Regions from separate parts of the Mus musculus genome. Here regions 1 and 2 are each linked to region 3. The links are chromatin contacts, called in public HiChIP or PLAC-seq maps. All regions are on one chromosome and are shown on one strand. The core of a region is the stretch at or near the end of the contact, and the rest is flanking DNA. Distances in the headings are between cores, read along the strand shown. Region 1 holds the start of Gpr21 (G protein-coupled receptor 21). Region 2 overlaps Dennd1a (DENN/MADD domain containing 1A). Region 3 overlaps Dennd1a (DENN/MADD domain containing 1A).

Region 1 (3,052 bases), core at 128-2,627, 300 kb after region 3:
TGTGCCAGGACTCTGCACACCACTGAAATACATCTCCATGATATCCGGGTTTACCCCAGTGGAAGAAGGAAGGCAGGAAGACCAGGGTGGAATACAGCCAAATCAGAAAAATACAGAGGCGTAGTCTCCAGGGAGTAACCAGGGTATTATAGGTTAAAGGCTTAGTGATGGCAATATATCTATCAATGCTGATACAGGCCAGAGAAGCCATAGAGATACTCTTCAGAACTGACACTACAAAACCAAATACTTGGCAAGTCATGGCCTCCTCAATCGGAAGAGGGTAGTAGAGGAGTGATAAGGAAGGGACCAGGCAGCTTACCCCAACCAAGAGGTCAGCATATGCCATTGTCTGAATAAAATAACTTGTAGAATGATGGTTCAACAGAGGTGCACAGTGAAACACAAAAATCACAATGATGTTGCCAGAAATAATCAATACAGTTAGAAAGACAATAATCAGCACTTCCAAAAGACAGAACCTGACAGTTTCCAAGTAGCCCAGTGCCAGAAGACAGAAAGGATGGCTGCTCTGATTACCATCCCAGGTGGAGTTCATCTCGTGCTCAGGAACTGGCTCTCACTTCATGCTGCCACCTGGCTGCTGTCTCAGTTCTCAGGAGCAGCTACTGTCACTGCAGTCAGCTTTGCATGCCTGTGACAAAGCCAGGGAGCCCTAGTCATCACGTTCCTGAGGTTGCTGCTGTGGTGGGTATACTGCCTGCTGTACAATTTCCCTTTAAATTCTTCCTGGAATAGGGAAAGCCAACAGCAGTTGTCTGGCCAGTCCCAGACGCAGCCATACTGCCAGTTTCACCAAACACATAGCAAGGGAGTAAGGCAAACTGGGGACAGTGTCTTCAGGCCAAGTGTGGGTGGGGGAGGGGCAGAGGGAGGAAGATTAGTAGCTTCAGCAGGAGTTGTAATGAGTCTCCTCTGAACAGCTGATAGAAGAAAAGGAGAGAGCATTTTACATTTTGCATTCCACATCCTAGACAAAGAACCTAGCTAGCTCTGACTGCCAGCACCCCTCCCACTTCACCCTAAGCAGCCTCCTCCATAAACGGCCCTTACTTTGGAGGAACAGCAATACCATGCTTCCAAGATCAACATAAAGAAATTATAAACCCTCATTTTCTTTTATTTTACGTGTTGTAGGAGAATCTCCTTATGGTAATCCTGAAGACATTATCATTGATAAAAATTAACCAAGATTATTTTCTCCATTAAATCCAATGTACTATTATATCTCTGCAAACACCTTAATACAATTTATCTGCTTAGCTCAATTTCAGAGTGTTACCTGTGATTCTGCATGCTGAAATCCAAACAAAAGCCACAATACATCCTTAACCGAAAGCCTTGCAATGCAGGAATGTTCGTAAAGCCAGCCTACTGCAGAACTAAGGCACAGAGGGAGGGGCTAAAGGAGTAGGAGGAGAAGCAGAGAGAGGGGCTTGGGAAAAGGAAGAAAGGGGGTGGGGCAGGGCAGGGCAGGGCAGGGCAACTTGTGTGCTAGGGCACACACACACTCTAGCGTGCTGGACAACTCATTACCATTTATTCCCATAGAGGAATTCCCGACGGCACAGTAGGCGCTGGCTTGGTGCGCCCACAGGATGTATCTGAAAGCTGTTTCCTTGTCGGTCGGCAATCTTCCTCATAGGTAAATGAGCAGAATTCAGATTGCCAGTAAGAAACATGGGCAGAGGTGGGGATGGAGAGAGGGAGGAGTTGGGATTTGGGCTGAAGTACAGTACCAGAGGAGAGAGGGGGGAAAGTCCTATTTTTTTGTGTCCCTAAGAACAAAGGACAGTGTCACAGGAAGGAAGCATGGTAACAGTACATGGCACCCGAGGAAGTCTAATTCAGCTGCACAAGACGTTACAGCTGAGAGACAATATTCAGCCTCAATTTTCCTTTATCATTTATTAGATATTGGCTAATATTTGGAAATGGTGCTATTTGTTCTCTCCTTCTTCCTCAGTTTAGTTAGGTACTCCACTTGAGTGGAGTGACAGTACACAGATATTTAGGTACCAAGTCTTTGAATCTTACAGTTCAATCTTGTTTCTACTTATCTAAAACAATGCAAATTGAAATAACACACTACTTTTTTGGATAATGTCATAAAGGGTGCTTTCCGTTTTCATAAACTGGGTGCTGTGGGAATGGTATAATTTTGCCTGAATAAAGCCTCACATCATCAGTAAAGGAAAACAAATGCTGCAACTGTAGTAATCCTAGGAGATCTGTACACTTGAACAAAGAACCATGTGATCCAACTTGTATTTTTATTTATTTTTATCCATGCTTTCTTACTGTGGGCAAAGGATGCTTACAATCACAGCTCAGTGAAGTGTGAACACTTTAATTCAGGAAAGTAAGGACCCCCGAGACATGTTCAAGGAGACAAATAACATAATGTGACAGGCCTCAGTAGAGAAGAGCAGCACAGAAGGGACAGCCTCCTGCCTCAGAGATTTTTGTATTTAAGTCACTGTCACTCACAGATAACTTGAGGTACTCCTGTTCCTACTCTCCCAGTCCCTAGCACATGTATGCTGAGGGTTCTACCCCTGAGAACCTCTTACACAATATATCCATCAGTCTCTTGATCTGCAATTTTATAATCCAGTATATCAGCACAGCTGTAGTCTGAAAACACTGGATGAAAAAAAACCCTACAGTTTGAGACAGCCAACATTCACATAATATCGCAACACATACTGTTATAGCTATTTTATGGTTATCTATTACTTTTAACCTCTCCCTATGACTACTTTGTAAATTATACTTTATTTAAGGTAAGGAATAGATAAAATAATGACAGGTCTGGCACCATCTAATGCTTTAATCACCTACTGAAGGTCTTAAAAAGTGTTGCCAGCACCCCAATTCAAGCCACACTTATCTTTTGCCACATTTTCACTGAAGCCAAAATAATATTCTAAAACTAAAATAATAGATAAGTAAATAACAGTAACTAGGCAGTAGCTTACACTTATTATGACTATGAATTATCCTTATTAATACTAATAGTCAAGGTTCA
Region 2 (3,083 bases), core at 286-2,785, 330 kb before region 3:
TTTCAAATTACGTTATTGTTTTCCTTTTGACCCTTTTTAGTAGTTTTAAAAGTAGACTATGTGCTAGAAAGTGTAACTGATCCCAAGCCCTGGGATATTTGCTGCAGGCTTTTAGAGAAAAAGTGGTATGTTCTTAAACAGATCTTTATGTTGTAAGTTATCCAAGAAATGAAGCCCATGACAATGAGCTTTAGAATAGCTTCAGTACTTAGGGCTTCTCTTTGAAATAGTGACCTAAGCTGCTGACTCCTGAGAATACATGATGATGAGTGAAAGATTTGATTGAAAGCTGCCTTGTGTGAGTTGACATTGTAAGGGAAAAGGACTTACAAACATTATGGGTCACAGAAAAAAATCTAGAAAATGTTCTAGAAAAGCCTTTGCTGGTCGCAAGCAGCCACAGGTAATTGCTAGTTTGTGTGTGTTGAAACTAAAGTAAATTAAACATATATATGAGGTTGAATTATTTTCTTATATTTTGCTAGCCTTTTGAAGAGATTAAAAAAGTGTAAAATATTGAATGCTAGATTTTAGGAAACCTCTTACATAGTTTTCTTATTTTGCTAGTGTTTCATATCACCTGCCTTCTGTCTCAGTAACAGAATGCCATCAGTGTGTTCTGACTGTAAGTTTCCTCAGTCCTAACTCCTCCTCCTGTCCTCCTTTCATTATAAGATTGGAGAAATATTAGTTGTGAAATAGAGATGGCTGTGCAGTGGAACCCTGTTTAATCATTCCTAAATAATACTCTTTCCAAAGCAGGTCTAATATTTACACTTTGATTCCTGTTTTCTGCTTGCAGTGTTTGTTGATGGTATCTTTCTAACATTCCCTGGCACTGGATAAATAAAGACTGCTATTTCCTTTTCAACATTTTCAGCTATTATCCTCATGTAAGAGCTAATAAGTGGAGGTTAGGTGAATACTAAACCATGATCCTGTCTATCAGAATAAGCTAGGAGCCTTGATTAACATGCCTTGTTAACTGATAGGTTCAGTTCCATACTGGTAGTGCTAGAATAATTTGTATAAACCAAGCAGTACAGATTCCTTATTTTAGCACTAAGACTTACAAAGGCTTCTTTTAGCAGCCTTTAATTTTGTACTTATGTATGTGACATAGCCTGTGGCTGTGATAGCTACTGTGAATCTGCAGTTGTTTGGGGATGAAAGGAGGAGGCAGCTGGAAACTCGGTAGCTACATCTAGCTGTCTACCTAGAGAAGGCCTTGATTTCAAGTTTATCCAAACAAGCTCGACTAATCCCAACTATCTAGGGGGATCCACTGTCAAAACAAGCAGCGTGGCCCTGAGGCAAACACAGCCATACAGAAATGAAGGCTGGGGCTTCCAATACTCTGATGACTGCATACTGGAGGCTTTTTTCCCCCCTGAAAGAGGGTAAGAGAGGTAGAATTTGCATAATGCCTTTTCATTGGAAACTTTTGGAAAGCTGACAGACCCCCAGCTTATAGATCTGTAGCCACAATACAGAGTCTATAGGAGAATCCTTGAATGACCTAACCATATTGAAAGGAAATATAAAAGCGTCCAAGTATAGCCAAGTGAGAGAGGAAAAGAGGCCGATGCATTGTCTAACATCTGCTGCACTTCTCGTTAGTTTTGTTCTTTGCTATTCTATGTGGACTTTGGAGAAGCCTAAGACAGCCTAACATGAATCCTATAATCTTCCTTCTGAATATTTATGTAGCGTGCCAGCTTCTAAGCTGTCCTTTGCGTTTTTCTACTTCCCCCTCATTTTCATGCTCTCAAATGAGGCCAACATTTCAAAAGCTAAATAAATGTTTGTGAATGTTTATAAAAGATTTGCATAAATTTGTCCTTGTCTGACAAAGATCACTTTTTTCTTATGCCAGTTCTGAAAAAAAAAAAAATTTTTTTTTAAAGGTTTTGGTGCTTGTCTTGACAACAAAGTCCCACATCCCAGAACAATGATTGCTGATTAAGTGGGTATGCAATTGTGGCTGAATAGGCTTTCAAGATACTGGGTTAAAAGACCCATCATCTGAAGGCTGAATTATAGAATTTAGAAAATGTTATCAGAGGTACACATTTAAATAGATTTTTATGGTACCATATCATTAGATAAGACAAAGAGTTCTTATGAGTTAAAAGAAAAGTATAACCGCCTATGGTTTAAGAAATTGTCCTGTATAAATTTTAATAATTAGAATGTTTCATTAACTTGGAATATCACCTCTCTTATGTTTGAACATGTTTAAAAATAATCTTTAGACCTTGAAGCATTTTTTTTTTTGGAGGCTGTAAATCTCCCAGCGGTATATGTGAATATGGGTACTGGGGTGGTGATCAGAGGGAGTTTAGTAGGCAGTCTTTTATGACATCTGAATGTTCAATCATACCTTGAGAAAATACAAACTCTATGAAATATGTGTCAGCGTTTAATTATAGGACATCCACACACACAGCACCCAGACACTTGTGCCACCAGTGTGTTTTCTGAACTCATTTATCTTTTAAAATTAGAATAGGTTTTGAGGGGTGGCAGGGGAAGTTGTGGGGAGAGGCGCTAATTTAGTTCCAAGGTATTGGAAGATTGGCAGCAGAGAGAGGTAACAGGCAGCTCTGTTCATCTCTTGGTTGTATTGGTGTAGAGGTTTAAGTTGTCATTAAGGCACAAACTAGAGCCACTTCTCTGACACAGTTTTTATCACATCTGCTAGGCTTGTGTCCCAAGAGGAGACGTGGGGAGCAGTGAATTCAGCATGGGCCCATTATCGACTGCTTTTTCGTGTGTTGTAAAAGGAGTGAGACCTCAGGGAGGCTTGGAGCCTCCTCCCGTGTAATGTCCAAGTCAGATTTGAAGGACTGGTGGCAGGAAAGCTTTGGCCTTGGGGTGTGAATTCTAAGAAATAGAGGCACAATTAAGTTTAAAAAATTCAAGGACTTTGAGCTTGATAATGAAAGATTTTTTTTTCTAGACTAATGTGAGCAGAAAAGATGCCCATCTGTGCACATTTTTGTGTGCATTTAAAATATTTAAAAGCTGACAGCTTTTAATATGCTTACAAAATAGTATTTTATCAGTGCTCTTTTTCCTTC
Region 3 (3,325 bases), core at 535-3,034:
GGTGTCCCCAGTTCCCTAAGTCTCTGTCTTTATGGAAATGAGGTGGCCTTAGCACACAGGACTGGGACAGAGACTGGGCTCTGGCCAGATGGACTTGCAGTGAGGTCTCTGGGCAGCATTCTGTCATGGCAGGGATAAGAGTTGGAAAGTATAAGCACCCTTGAATGTACCCAGGACTGGGCTAGGTACTCCATATCTCATCTATTCTTGTTCCAGCCCACTGAAGGCAGATGTCATTTCCCTTGGTCTTCATAACCAAGACTACAGAGATAGTAAGAGACCAGCTGGCCTTTGAGACCAGACCTACCTCTCAAGTTCTCAACAGATGGCTTTTGGCAGCCATAGGTAGTTGGTAGGGAGCTCCAGGCAGTCTTAGAGGCCTGGGCTCTAGGACAGCCAGGGGTTCAATGTGATTCAAGGCATGGTAGCTCAAGTACTAGAGACAGCTCTTGTGTACTGTAGTCTCATTATTGTGGGAATTGGGTAAACTGTAGGGTGCCCAAGCACCTGAGAACTTGAGGAAGCAATGTTGTCCCAAAAGAAGACTGGGTAGTGTCTGCCTCTGCCCCTAGCCAGGGCAAGAGGTAATTCACTGGCCGTGTTCTTGGGCTTCCCCTCTTCTGCAAGCATACCCACTGAGAGACAGACTAGGAGGCTAGAAGATATGTTGTACGGGACCCAGGGTTCCCAGGCCACAGGGACTATTATGTATTCTGGATGCATTCATAGACACCAGCCCACACTGGATGGAAAGAAACTCGAGAGACCTGGATCATGGAACTCTTAAGGGTCACAGAGAGGACAGCCTGACATGATTCTATGTCAGGATTTGCCAGGTCACTGGCTATAAACATGGCTGAGTACAACAGCTGCTGGCCTGGGTGGAAAAGCCATGGGATGGTAGGCACTCAGCCTTGACAGGAGGGATTGTGTAGCCCAGCACCTGTGGCTGGAGCTTGGCTATGACCAGAGGGTCTGAGGGGTCTTCTTAATAAGGAGAAAGAAAGAGCAAAAGAAAATCATGCTGGTGTCTCCTGGATGAAGGGCAGTGTCTGGAGCCACCAGGGAGAAGGGAGAGGCAGGCTGCTGTGGGCCACATGTGAAGCACTTTATCAGCTATTTATTATTTCTTGCTCACCATTAAAATCAAATGTACTTGGTGCTTTTGTATTCAATACACACTTAACCCTGCCGACTTAGATTTCTCAGGTTTTGAATCCGGTGGGGAATTGGCTGGCTTCCCAACTTTCCTCTCTAGTCCCCCCAAACAGATCTGGAAAGCCCTGTTTAGCATTCTCTCCCCTGGTGCTGCTGAGATCTTAGCAGTGGTGGGCCAGCCCCTGTTGTGTATGAGAGTGGTTTTCCCCTCCACCCAGGCTTCACCCTTGCTAAGCACCCCAGAAGAAGGATGGTACTGCTGAAATACACAGGGGTTTATCTGCATTGTCTTTGATTAAACCAGTTGTCTGTGTGTCTAGGCCTGGTTGTAGCCTGCCACTGCATGGGGTGTGTGTGTGTGTGTGTGTGTGTGTGTGTGTGTGTGTGTGTGTGAGAGAGAGAGAGAGAGAGAGAGAGAGAGAGAGAGAGAGAATGCACCATTACCTCTTAATGCCTGCCTTTGTGGATATCTGTTTGTAAGACTGTATATACACTGCAGTCTCTGAGCCCTGGTGCATTTGGGTGTTTGTCTATAATGATAATCCTACACCAGTGAGGAATGTGTGACTCTGGGTGGGTCTGTAACCACAGGGGTGACTGTCTCTGGTCCGTTGTGTCTTTCCCACCCTCCCTCACCCCTCCCTCCTCTCCCTCCTCTGTCTGTTTTATCATCCCTAATGAAGCAGTCTCCTCCATCGATCCTGCTGATTGCCAACCCATTCCTTTTGTTTGTTGGCGCTGAGCCATTCAGCAGCACTCTGACAGCTCAGCTCGTCTAATTAGCTCTGTTGTTCTTTTTCCCCATGTTTCACCACGTTGCAAGTTCAGTTGAAGTTGCCACAAACTTAATCCCCCCATTTCAGTGGCAAGTTCACATTCTTAACCTGTCTTCATTGTAGTAAGGAGCAGCCCTGTGTGGGACAAGCTGACAGGCCATAATGTCTGACCTTCCTGAACTCAGTCCCCAGGTCCCTGGCAAGGGCAGGAGAGCTCTTCCACCCAGCTGCATTCTCTTCCTTTGTAGGCAGAGTCTCAGGGATCCAAGAAGCCTTGCTGGGGAAACCACTTCCATATGAGAGTGGGGACAGATATAGCCATGTATTTATTCGGCAAATGTTGACCAAATGTCTGTTGAGTGGCAGGCACCTTTCTAATAACAATGACAACCACAGCAGTATTTACTGCTGTTAGATTCCAGACAGTAACATTGGCCTGTCTACAAATCTTGCTGAAGTTCCACTATGTACCAGGCACCTCACAGGATGCTAAAAGGATTAAGACTATCTGCAATCTATCTTCTTACAGGCACCTCCCCTCCTTCCTTTTGCTATTGATAAAAGGGGGCATCTCGATCACAAAGAAGCAGGCAAGCATTTCTGGAGCTCACACTCTGTGCAATGTCCACACCAGTGTGTTACCCACACCCTGTGGTTAAGTCTTAACAATAGCTCCGTGGAAGAAGACAGCATGTTTTGTGGAATGTTCTTGGCCTTTACCACATCTCTGATTTGCCAAAGACGTCTGAGCTCAGACTGGCCGCTCCACAGGAAAATCTTTGGTTTGGTCAGACGTGCGCAGACCTGAGGGTTCCATGAGACTCTATCGAGATTGGTCTTGTATGCAGCCAGCCTCTGTAATCTTGTTCCTAAGCCATTGTTTTGTGTCGCCCACCAGTTGCTGGGGGGCGGGAGGGTTGTTCTGAAGAAGGGTTGTTGTAATGGAGTGTGGGCACTGTCTTTCTCGTCTGTCAGCCAGTGTCTCATTGCAGCTGCAGAGAATGCATGCTCCCTATACCTGCTGCAATGCTGGCTCATCTGCATGAACAGCAGGAGCCACAGAGAGACATTCTCAGCTCTCTTCCCAATCTCTGTGACATTAGAAGTGGTCAGAGGTGATGGTACCATACACAAAGTCACATAATACTGATTAGACCAAATGAGACTCATTCTAAGAGTACCCAGAAATTCACAGCCTAACATCTATCACGGGCTCTGATGGGACAAGGAAGTGGGCATCCTTTCCTCTGTGGCTTCACTATTGTGGCAGCTCAGAATAACCCATCTACCCACAGTGTAGTAAGAGGTGAGTGTAGGAAGCTGCCTGCTGCCCTCGTGTGCCCACTGCCACCGTAAGCTGTGCTTTGTGCAGCATCCACTTTAGCCCTACT

What was found. HiChIP or PLAC-seq counts read pairs in DNA pulled down with a chosen protein or histone mark.
Region 1: a contact with region 3 is called in an H3K4me3 HiChIP or PLAC-seq map of embryonic basal ganglia, with 2.8 times the contacts expected there. The contact joins the promoter of Gpr21 here to the enhancer-like site in region 3. A contact is called at or near these places in 3 of 39 promoter capture datasets (the 3T3-L1 cell line, neural stem cells and second pharyngeal arch cranial neural crest), 1 of 15 datasets of contacts at CTCF or cohesin (large pre-B cells), 1 of 484 Hi-C or Micro-C datasets (nephron progenitors) and 1 of 115 datasets of contacts at active chromatin or transcription factors (embryonic basal ganglia).
Region 2: a contact with region 3 is called in an H3K4me3 HiChIP or PLAC-seq map of embryonic forebrain, with 4 times the contacts expected there. The contact joins two enhancer-like sites. A contact is called at or near these places in 10 of 39 promoter capture datasets (the 3T3-L1 cell line, 3T3-L1-derived adipocytes, the HPC-7 cell line and 6 more), 6 of 484 Hi-C or Micro-C datasets (cerebellum, cortical neurons, embryonic stem cells and 2 more) and 1 of 115 datasets of contacts at active chromatin or transcription factors (embryonic forebrain).

The regions. Positions count from the first base shown.
Region 1 is chr2:37,514,951-37,518,002 of GRCm38.p6, reverse strand. It overlaps Gpr21 (G protein-coupled receptor 21), which reads right to left and starts at 1,377. Exons shown (of 2, transcript NM_177383.4): 1 at 1,304-1,377; 2 at 1-944. The coding sequence starts at 559. The region is part of intron 13 of Rabgap1 (RAB GTPase activating protein 1); the gene reads right to left.
Region 2 is chr2:38,142,738-38,145,820 of GRCm38.p6, reverse strand. The region is part of intron 3 of Dennd1a (DENN/MADD domain containing 1A); the gene reads left to right. Among named protein-coding and RNA genes, the nearest start is that of Dennd1a, 140 kb to the left of the region's middle. Within about 2 kb of position 1,535, at least 39 of the 459 cell types and tissues checked have an H3K27ac peak or open chromatin away from gene starts, as enhancers often do. A contact at or near this core is called in cortical neurons and embryonic forebrain, where this site is marked.
Region 3 is chr2:37,817,495-37,820,819 of GRCm38.p6, reverse strand. All of the region lies in intron 19 of Dennd1a (DENN/MADD domain containing 1A), which reads left to right. Among named protein-coding and RNA genes, the nearest start is that of Crb2, 43 kb to the right of the region's middle. Within about 2 kb of position 1,784, at least 24 of the 459 cell types and tissues checked have an H3K27ac peak or open chromatin away from gene starts, as enhancers often do. A contact at or near this core is called in cortical neurons, embryonic basal ganglia and embryonic forebrain, where this site is marked.